Regions from separate parts of the Zea mays genome. Here region 1 is linked to region 2. A link is a contact called in public Hi-C data. All regions are on one chromosome and are shown on one strand. The core of a region is the stretch at or near the end of the contact, and the rest is flanking DNA. Distances in the headings are between cores, read along the strand shown. Region 1 holds the start of LOC100272854 (putative RING zinc finger domain superfamily protein). Region 2 holds the start of LOC100273678.

Region 1 (4,153 bases), core at 19-2,518, 140 kb after region 2:
ACAGACAGCAGATGAGCGTCATCTCATTTGTTTTGTTTACGAGCAGAGCCAGCAGCAGATTCAGGTAAATGAAAACAGTCTACGGTCCGCGTCTCACGTCATCGTCCAAGAAGTTGCAGGCTGCGCAGAAGTACTCCCCCATGCAGACGCCGCAGTTGCAGCACACCTGCGCGATCTGTAACAGATGGATGGAGGTAACAATAAGACCAACTCCAGCAGCGCTCCGCATGCGGCTCCGTATCCCTATTTTGCGGAGTCTGGCACACTATTCATCAGTCCAGCAGGCTCCGCATCCGGCTCCGTAAAACGCACGGCCTGTACCTGCACTCCCCATTTCCACACTGTCTCTCTCCTCTCCGCAGCTCTCTGCGGGCGCGCGCGGCTGCTGGCGGGCCCCAGGTGTCATAGACTGCATGCGGAGTGGGATGGGGAGTGTTGCTGGAAACGGAGACGGATACGGAGAGGAGAGAGAATGTGTCGGCCGCGCGTTTTAGGGATACGGAGAGGGAGTCTGCTGGAGTTGGTCTAACAATAAAGACATCCCACTTCGTTCATACAGGGGCAGGGCCATGCTCATGTGATGCAGTGATTACTCACCGGCTGCTCGGTGTCACAGACGAGGCAGATAACCTGGGCGTGGATGGGATGGAAAAGGAGAGAGAGAGAGAGGTCAGTGTCGGTCCAAGAAGAGGCGGAAATAATGGTAAACAAGTGCATACCGATTGGACGTCGTGCCGATCCAGCTCGTGCCCGTCTTTCTGCGCCGGGGCCAACCAATGATCAGGAACAAGATCCAACCAATGATCAGGAAAAAGGAGGAAAGGAAAAGGACGGAAGAAACAGAGCACCAAAGGTCAGCGTTAGGCGCCAGGCGTCAAGAAGAAGAGGAGGAGGGGTGGGGAAAAAAAAGGAGGAGCACGGCACCGTGGACTCGTTGTGGCAATGGCGGCAGTGGAAGACGTCGCCGCAGCAGGGCGCGCGGATCCGGCACCGCCTCCGGTAGTGCTTGCACCTGCGCACAAGGAACGGGGGTTCAGAAAGACCTGAGAAGGGGAGAGAGAGAGAGAGAGAGAGAGAGAGAGAGAGAGTAGCAGCAGCACGGACCCGAAGCCCATCCTGGCGAACCCGCGGCGCGCCTCGGCGTCGTGCTCCATGGACGGCGGACGGCGGCGCTCGCTGTCCCGAGGCGAGGAGGGAGGGAGGGAGCGCCGGGATTGAGATCTGAGGAGGGCTGGCTGGGGGCGGAGAGGGGCTTGTGCTGCCGCGGCGTGGTGGCGGGGTAGGAGTAGGACATTATTTTATATACTACCGGCCTAGTGCCTGCCTAGTGGTGCTTTAAAGGGACTGGCTGCCTGCCCGAAAACGGCAAGAATCGGAAATGGGCGTCGTGGATTGGGTCGGTCGCCCTGGCCCGGGCCCCTGCACTTCTCTTCTGGGCGCAGTGAGTGACCCTACTAGTACGTAATGGTATGGTATCTGTATCTGGGGTTGTTGTTGGCCGCCCTGGCAACGAGGCTTCTTGAATGCCATGGGGAGGCGAGGCTCAGAGCTAGGTAACCGACCATGGCAGTCGCAGAGATATTCACAATCTAGAAAGAACCATATCAGGTGAGCAGGAGCCATCCGCAGTCAGCGTTAGAACGGCGACCTCGCAAGCGGCTGCGGCTGCGGCTTCACCTGCTGCCTGCTGGAAGCCTCCGTCGATCTCCGTGCTATATCTATCATCCGGTCGGTTCGGCACTCCATCGCATCACACAAACCTATACGTATATATTCTATAAAGTAAACACTACAGGTGGTTCCGATCCCAGACCAACCGACGCGACTTGTTTTTGCCTTGTGTGCTGGTGCCCAAAGCCCACTCGCCTGACCTTTCCGTGTATCCCCGGGCTTGGCTGGGAAGTGATCAGATCAGGTGAGGACTCTCAGCATCGGTGGAGTGTAGATAAAGTAATGATCAGGATAAGGTGTGCTACATCTCCATGCAAGTTGATGTTGCTTCGGGGCCCCGCCTGCCGCCTGCGTGTGTTGCATGCATTCATTAACTTGATGCACGCTGCTACCGGTGGTACCCTTGACGTCACTTGTCCACTTCCCCTCACCAAGAGGATAAATTAATTTCTAAGCTATTTTTAAGTCAAAAGAAATCAGATTATATTTGATACAGACTAAGCACATCATGATGAGAATGTAGTTTATAATGTACTAATGGTGTTAATTTGATGTCATAAGCTTTGATATTATTTTTCTATACGAATTTGTTTTATAAATTTAAAACAACTTTAGAAAAAAAATTTGGAGAAAAGGGACGCAGGGCGTGTGACCTAACATCTGCGCTCACTTTTAGGCCACAGACAACTAGGAGCTTACCGCTGAAAACTTGGGCTTTCTTGATGACCCACCCACCTTGTCGTTCTATCCTCTCCCCCCACGAGGCCAAGATCCACACCGATACGCCATGTAACTTGAGATCCTCTTTATTGCGGCGTCGTCTTTCGTTACCTTTGCAGCTCCATTAAACTGTACCACGAGACTTTACCATTCGAATAAACATACGGAGTTCGCGATTCCTCAAGTAATGCTGATGTTCCGTAACAAACAGTGATGCTCTCGTACAATACAAGTCTTCAAAGACATTTCCAACAGTAACTTACATACAGGCTACAAATGTTTATCTGGCTCCGTGCACTCCTGCAATCAGGCGGAGATGCCAAGTTGCCAACAGCTGGCAAAGGTCCTTGTCGACGCATGTGCACTGGACCAATATGCCCCTTAAGATCTTAAGGCTTCATTCGGTTATTCCCCATTCTATGAGGTTAGAGGGGATTAGGAAAGATTTTGACTTGCTAGAGATTCCGCCTCAAGCCCCTTCAACCCCCCTTGATTGATCGGCAACCGAATAAGGCCTAAGGATTCTGTAACAACGGGTGAGCCGTTTTTCCCACGACAAAGACAGAAAAATATCAGTGGAAATTTCTTTTTTAAAAAATAAACATCTTACATTTGACACACATTAAACACAGGATGGGATGACAACCATATTGTTTGAAAGCTTCAGAGTTCTGATACAGATTAGTCCAGATTCCTGATCAACTCAAAACACAAGCCACTTCATATGCACTGTGCCACCTTCTGATACAAATCCTGTGGCCAATTCCGGCTCATGTTGCTTGCTACAAGGTTTGCGATCTGCAAGTTATGAATGAAAGATGCATCAGAAAAGGCCAGAAGCACTGCATTTATGTTTAGCAAAGGCGCTATTTAAAGCTGAGTACGCCAGCAAAAGATAAGGTTCAGACATGAACGTTTTGCGAATGCTGACTTCTACAGAAAAAAAAAACAAATATACTGATATATTCCTTCTTTTTCCCACGGCATCGTTTTCAACCAATCCAAACTATATTAGGAAGAATAATGTAATCCATCTTTATATGCCCTCGGAAATTATTGTCAAATTAAGTGTAGTGATGGAAAGTACCAAAGCAGCAAGCAGTAAGCTGCTAAGTCAGGATGGACAACCATTATTCCCTTATTTCCTACATAGTTTAAGGCCACACTTTCCAATTAATGTGGAGAGTGTTTGTAGCGATAATCCAATGATATGGATATGAAACAGATAATACCTTTGATTTGACAGCGCGCAAGGTCCCATCAGTATCTCTAACATTGTCAATGCAATTTAGAGCAACCTTCAGGAGATCTGGCACGCAAGCTTGAACATGGGGTGACAAGTTCCTGAAAATGTCAACAGTCACATTTGGAGCCTTGGGGTCCAAATGAAGGAAGGGTAGCCTGATGGTTTCCCTCAAAGCATCTACAGTTTGCCCAGCTCGAGCTAGCCTATAAATATGGAGAATAGCTTCAAGCTGTCTCAGCACAGTTTGTTGCTCAGAAATGAGGTCCTTCTCTTGAATGCTGCAAGCAAGTTTTCACAAGACAAATTAAAACAGATTCAATCAGCAAAATAACCAGCATTCTACCAGTGCCAGAATAGGAGGGAAATAACCTGGCTTCAGAAGAGTATCTAGCTGTCTCCAAAATTTCATTGCCAGAATGAATTAGGGCAGCAGCACGACTCTCGCCATCTAACATACTCCGTGCCATGGCACAGACTGCATCAGACAAGCACTTGTTTATTGTCTGAAGAGCCATG
Region 2 (4,057 bases), core at 1,301-3,800:
GGCCTGTTGAGAAACAGGCGTTCGATGAGCCCCTTTAGACCGTCGCTGAACGTGAACGCGTCCTTGTTGTCACCGTACATCAACGGCATGCTGGCGGTTATGTCGGCAACTCGCTGCACTGCTGGAAGTAGTTTGCTGTTCTCAAAGCGTGCTCCGTTTATAGTTTTCCATGCATCTTCAATCAGGGAGCTTATCTGTGCAAAGGCAACCTCAGCTGTGACGCCATGCTCACTGATGTAGCATTCGACCGAGCTGTCCACGTCGTTTTTGTTCTTTCCACGCTGCGAAAGAACACATCCATTTATTTATTTATTTATTACTGGGCAACAATCCAAAGGACAAGAATACTTAATGGTCTTATTAAAGAATTAATCAGGGACATGTACCAGTCCTACCTTATACGAAGCAAGGTCATTCATGAAGCGTGTGACCTCTGCGAAAGCCTTGACAGCATCCGTGCAACCCATTGCCCACTCAAGTGCCTCCTGGGTTGCTACATCACCTCCCATGCCAACTAGTAACCCAACAGCTGCGAATGGAGCGCCTGAGCACACAGTGGATACCTTTACCTGATCTTCGAATCTTGGCTTGTAACGGCCATGAAACCATTCCGCTTCTTGGAGATAATTACTCGATAATGTTTGAAACTGGAGATGATTTTTTTTAAGAAAAAGTATTAAGTCTTCCTCTTACTTCCAGCGAAACAATCTAAGTATTTCTTTTAAAAAAAAAACAGAGAGGGTGGTGTGCTTGTACCGCTTTTCTGCTAAAAGCGACCCTGCACTTCTCATGTGGTTCCAGCTCGTCCTCAAACTCCTCAAAGATGTTCATCAGCTTGAGGTAGAACTTCTTCAGGTAGTCCGGCAGGAGAGAAACAGCGCTCTCGTCCCATCTGTTAGAAGAGAAATCAAGTGGTTATTACAACTTTGAGCGCAAATATTGTATGAGCAACTGCTTTCTTCAATTCCTAGCACAGATCAATAAGATTGAACTGGAGCACTCCAAACCTCTGTATAGCTTCATCGAACCTTCGACACTCCTCCAGAGTAGCGCGGACGTCGTAGGTGTCGTCCGTCAAGATTATCAGCGCGATCATCTTAGCGAGGATCATCCTCGCCCTCGCGTGTTCTTCCTCGTAGTACGCCGTGTAAGACCACAGGTAGCACTCCACCACGCGGTCCCGCGAGTAGGTCACTCCAGCTTCGTTGTAGAGATCTTTCCACCACCTGGGAGGGATTAGACACAAACAGGAGGTTTGTTATTCTAAAATCTAAGAATGGTGATATTAATTAAGGGTATACGTTCTCTTCTGCAAAACCACTCGTCCCGCCCCTGTTCTGGTTTGGTTTAGCTAGCAGATAAAACCGAGAACACCATTGAGAGACTTGGCAGTTGCCATCTCTCCTTTCATGATGCGGATGCATGGCCAGACACTATATACTGATCATACCTAGAAAGAGCCTTGAGCTCCTTCACGTGGAGACGTTGCAAGAGCTCGAAATCCAGCCGGGCGAACTCCAGAACGGAGGGGTCATGCTCATGCTCATGCGTCGGGTCTCCTCCGTACTCCGAGACATAATGCAGAGTCTCGACTCTTCTGACCGTCCGCGGCAGTGGCAGGTGGAGCGCTCGGCTCACCTGCTGGGCCAGCGGGTACTCAAGGCTACCTCTCATGGACATGGACTCAAGACGCTGCCTGGCGAACAATGCAGCCTCCTCGAGCTCTGCCTCTCCATGGGTGAGAAGGTAAGCCGCGTTGTATAGGCTCAGCAGCCCCCTCGCGTCGTCGTCTGCCACGCCGACGTCAAAGCTCCCGTTTTCGTCTCTGAACCGGTCGAATACCTCTGCGAGATCGAACGACCATATATATATATTAACTATATGCAAGAGCTATGCAATGCAGCGCATGAGCTTGTCTCGTATCGTACTCGTACTACGACGTACCTGGAGACACCCAGAACCCTTGCTGCCGCAGCAGGCGGAACCGAAGGGCGACGTCGTGGAGACAGGCGCCGCCGCTGTTGAGTTCTTCCGCGGCGTGGGCGCTAGTGAGGACGGAGAGGATCTGGGTGCTGAAATGGTGGTCTATGCTTAGATGCTGGAGCGTGTCCACTAGGTTGAGTTGCTCGGCTGTCGTCGTGCAGGCTCCGAATAGCCCAGCTATTTTCTCCTTTAGCTGGCTCATCCTCTCTGCTGTCCACTCCTCCGACTTCTACACAAAACCATAGATAGACAATTATGATGGTGGCATGGTGCAGTGCTGATTGTTCAGACAAGAAAAATGACATGCATGGTCCTGGAATACATAGGTTGTAAGAAAACATATAGATGGCATTTCGTTCGCATGCATCGCTGCTAAGATAGCTGTACTGTAGTATAGGGCATGCATGCCTGCGATGGCTGTGGACTGTAGTCGATGAAGAAGTCACCCCATACAGTCGGATGGAAACCCGACGCCATCTCTGGGACACTAACACTAGCATTGTGAGATGCCATTGTACACGCTCACTTCTTGCTCTGTCTAGGACTCTAGAGCTGCAGTGCAGTACGCTTGTTGTATTAGCTTTTGGGAAGAATGGCAACAGCGCACATATATATAGATAGATGTGAGGAAGACAGAGAGAGATTTGTAGTGTAGTATATATGCATTTGGCTTCTGATGTAGTACATATATACATTCGTTGACAAAATATTATCGTGTGTGTTTGGTGTGGCCCACCGCCTGTACGGAGCAGCCGGCGGCGGCGTGATATATTTGTGGGATAAAGAGAAAAATTTCCCCGCCATATATGACGCTCATGCCCATGCAAACGAACCGTCGAAGAAGAGAAGATGATAGATGAAAGAAGGGTGGGCCGGACAAGAGATGAACGAAGCTGCAGCCCCCCTTCCTTCCCTCCTTCAATTCCTACCGGTGAACGGATCCGGACCACGTGGCCCAATTATATATGTCCACACAGTACTTTAGCCCGTGTTTCTTCAATTTAGTCAGGTGCATGTGCTTGCTTTTTCCTCGAATGTGGGCTTAGTGAGTACTGGCAAAATTAAATATAAATATACTACTGAGTGCTGACAAAACAATATCGCTAAGATCTTGTTTGTTTTATACGTTATTCACATGTGTCTCCAACTGTAGATTTAAGCTGTTTATATATATTCATCGCTAGGATCTCTACTAGTCCAACTTTTTGTAACTTTCAACTAACAAAATAGTAATCATTTTTGGCTTGTTTGAACCCAAACTGAATTATACTGATCTATAGACTATGGATGGCATTATAGTAATTGAGATTGTGGATTATATATAATTATTTACATCATCGTTGGGAACGGTAGATTATTATTGTATAAAGAGGTGGGTTATTGTTAGCCTTGATTACAAATAAGCTATATGATTTTGTTTTTCAAAGAAGTAGGCTGGAGGGTTGCATTGTTATATCCAGCTGGCTAGATTCATTATATTGTTAAAATCAAACACAAGTCCGTACGTGGTGTTTGAAGTTTGAACCACGACCTTCGGGCTTGTTCAGTAAAACGAATACGACTACGTCCAAATAAACTCTTCAGATTATTCTACTTAATATAAATTAAGCTAACACTCAAGATGTCCTATATTCATGGTCAAAGGTCAAATGAATTAATTGTCAATCAATGTGGCTGCACAGGAGGACGTCAACAAGACGTACAGCCAATAAATAACGGCTGCTAAGTGTTTCAGATGTGACAGAAATGGAATCAGCTGTGCCATTAACGTAATTTTTGAAGTCTAAACGGTTTTAAATGAAAAAGTAGTGTCCACTACTCTTTTTAAATACTACAACTTCTATTAGTTCAGAATATTTCTCTATCCGAGATCATTCAAAAATTTAGAAAAAAATTATAGTTTTAAATTATTTATAGAGATGCTAGGTTAACAAAACCTTAACTACAAATAAATCGTTAAGAAAATCATCAGTACAAATCATGTATTTATACTTGCAGTTTTGTTAAGAAAACTAAAACACGTTAGACTTATAATTAGTTTCTACATACATCTTGTCATGCCCTGTCCTTCAAG

Evidence for each region. Hi-C and Micro-C count contacts between places; a contact is called where the count stands out from the background.
Region 1: a Hi-C map of leaf shows a contact between it and region 2, with 8 times the contacts expected there. The contact joins the promoter of LOC100272854 here to the promoter of LOC100273678 in region 2. A contact is called at or near these places in 4 of 25 Hi-C or Micro-C datasets (ear, endosperm, leaf and 1 more).

The regions. Positions count from the first base shown.
Region 1 is chr1:59,708,869-59,713,021 of Zm-B73-REFERENCE-NAM-5.0, forward strand. It overlaps LOC100272854 (putative RING zinc finger domain superfamily protein), which reads right to left and starts at 1,269. Exons shown (of 11, transcript NM_001401435.1): 1 at 1,105-1,269; 2 at 925-1,012; 3 at 720-758; 4 at 598-630; 5 at 98-175. The coding sequence starts at 1,154. LOC103634826 (nuclear pore complex protein NUP93A) reads right to left here. Exons shown (of 15, transcript NM_001360139.1): 13 at 4,007-4,153; 14 at 3,624-3,915; 15 at 2,962-3,189. The coding sequence ends at 3,112.
Region 2 is chr1:59,571,787-59,575,843 of Zm-B73-REFERENCE-NAM-5.0, forward strand. LOC100273678 reads right to left here and starts at 2,551. Exons shown (of 7, transcript NM_001148090.1): 1 at 2,392-2,551; 2 at 1,945-2,212; 3 at 1,451-1,844; 4 at 1,029-1,226; 5 at 757-892; 6 at 396-647; 7 at 1-281. The coding sequence starts at 2,496. It overlaps LOC100217227, which reads left to right. Exons shown (of 9, transcript NM_001143583.1): 9 at 1-168.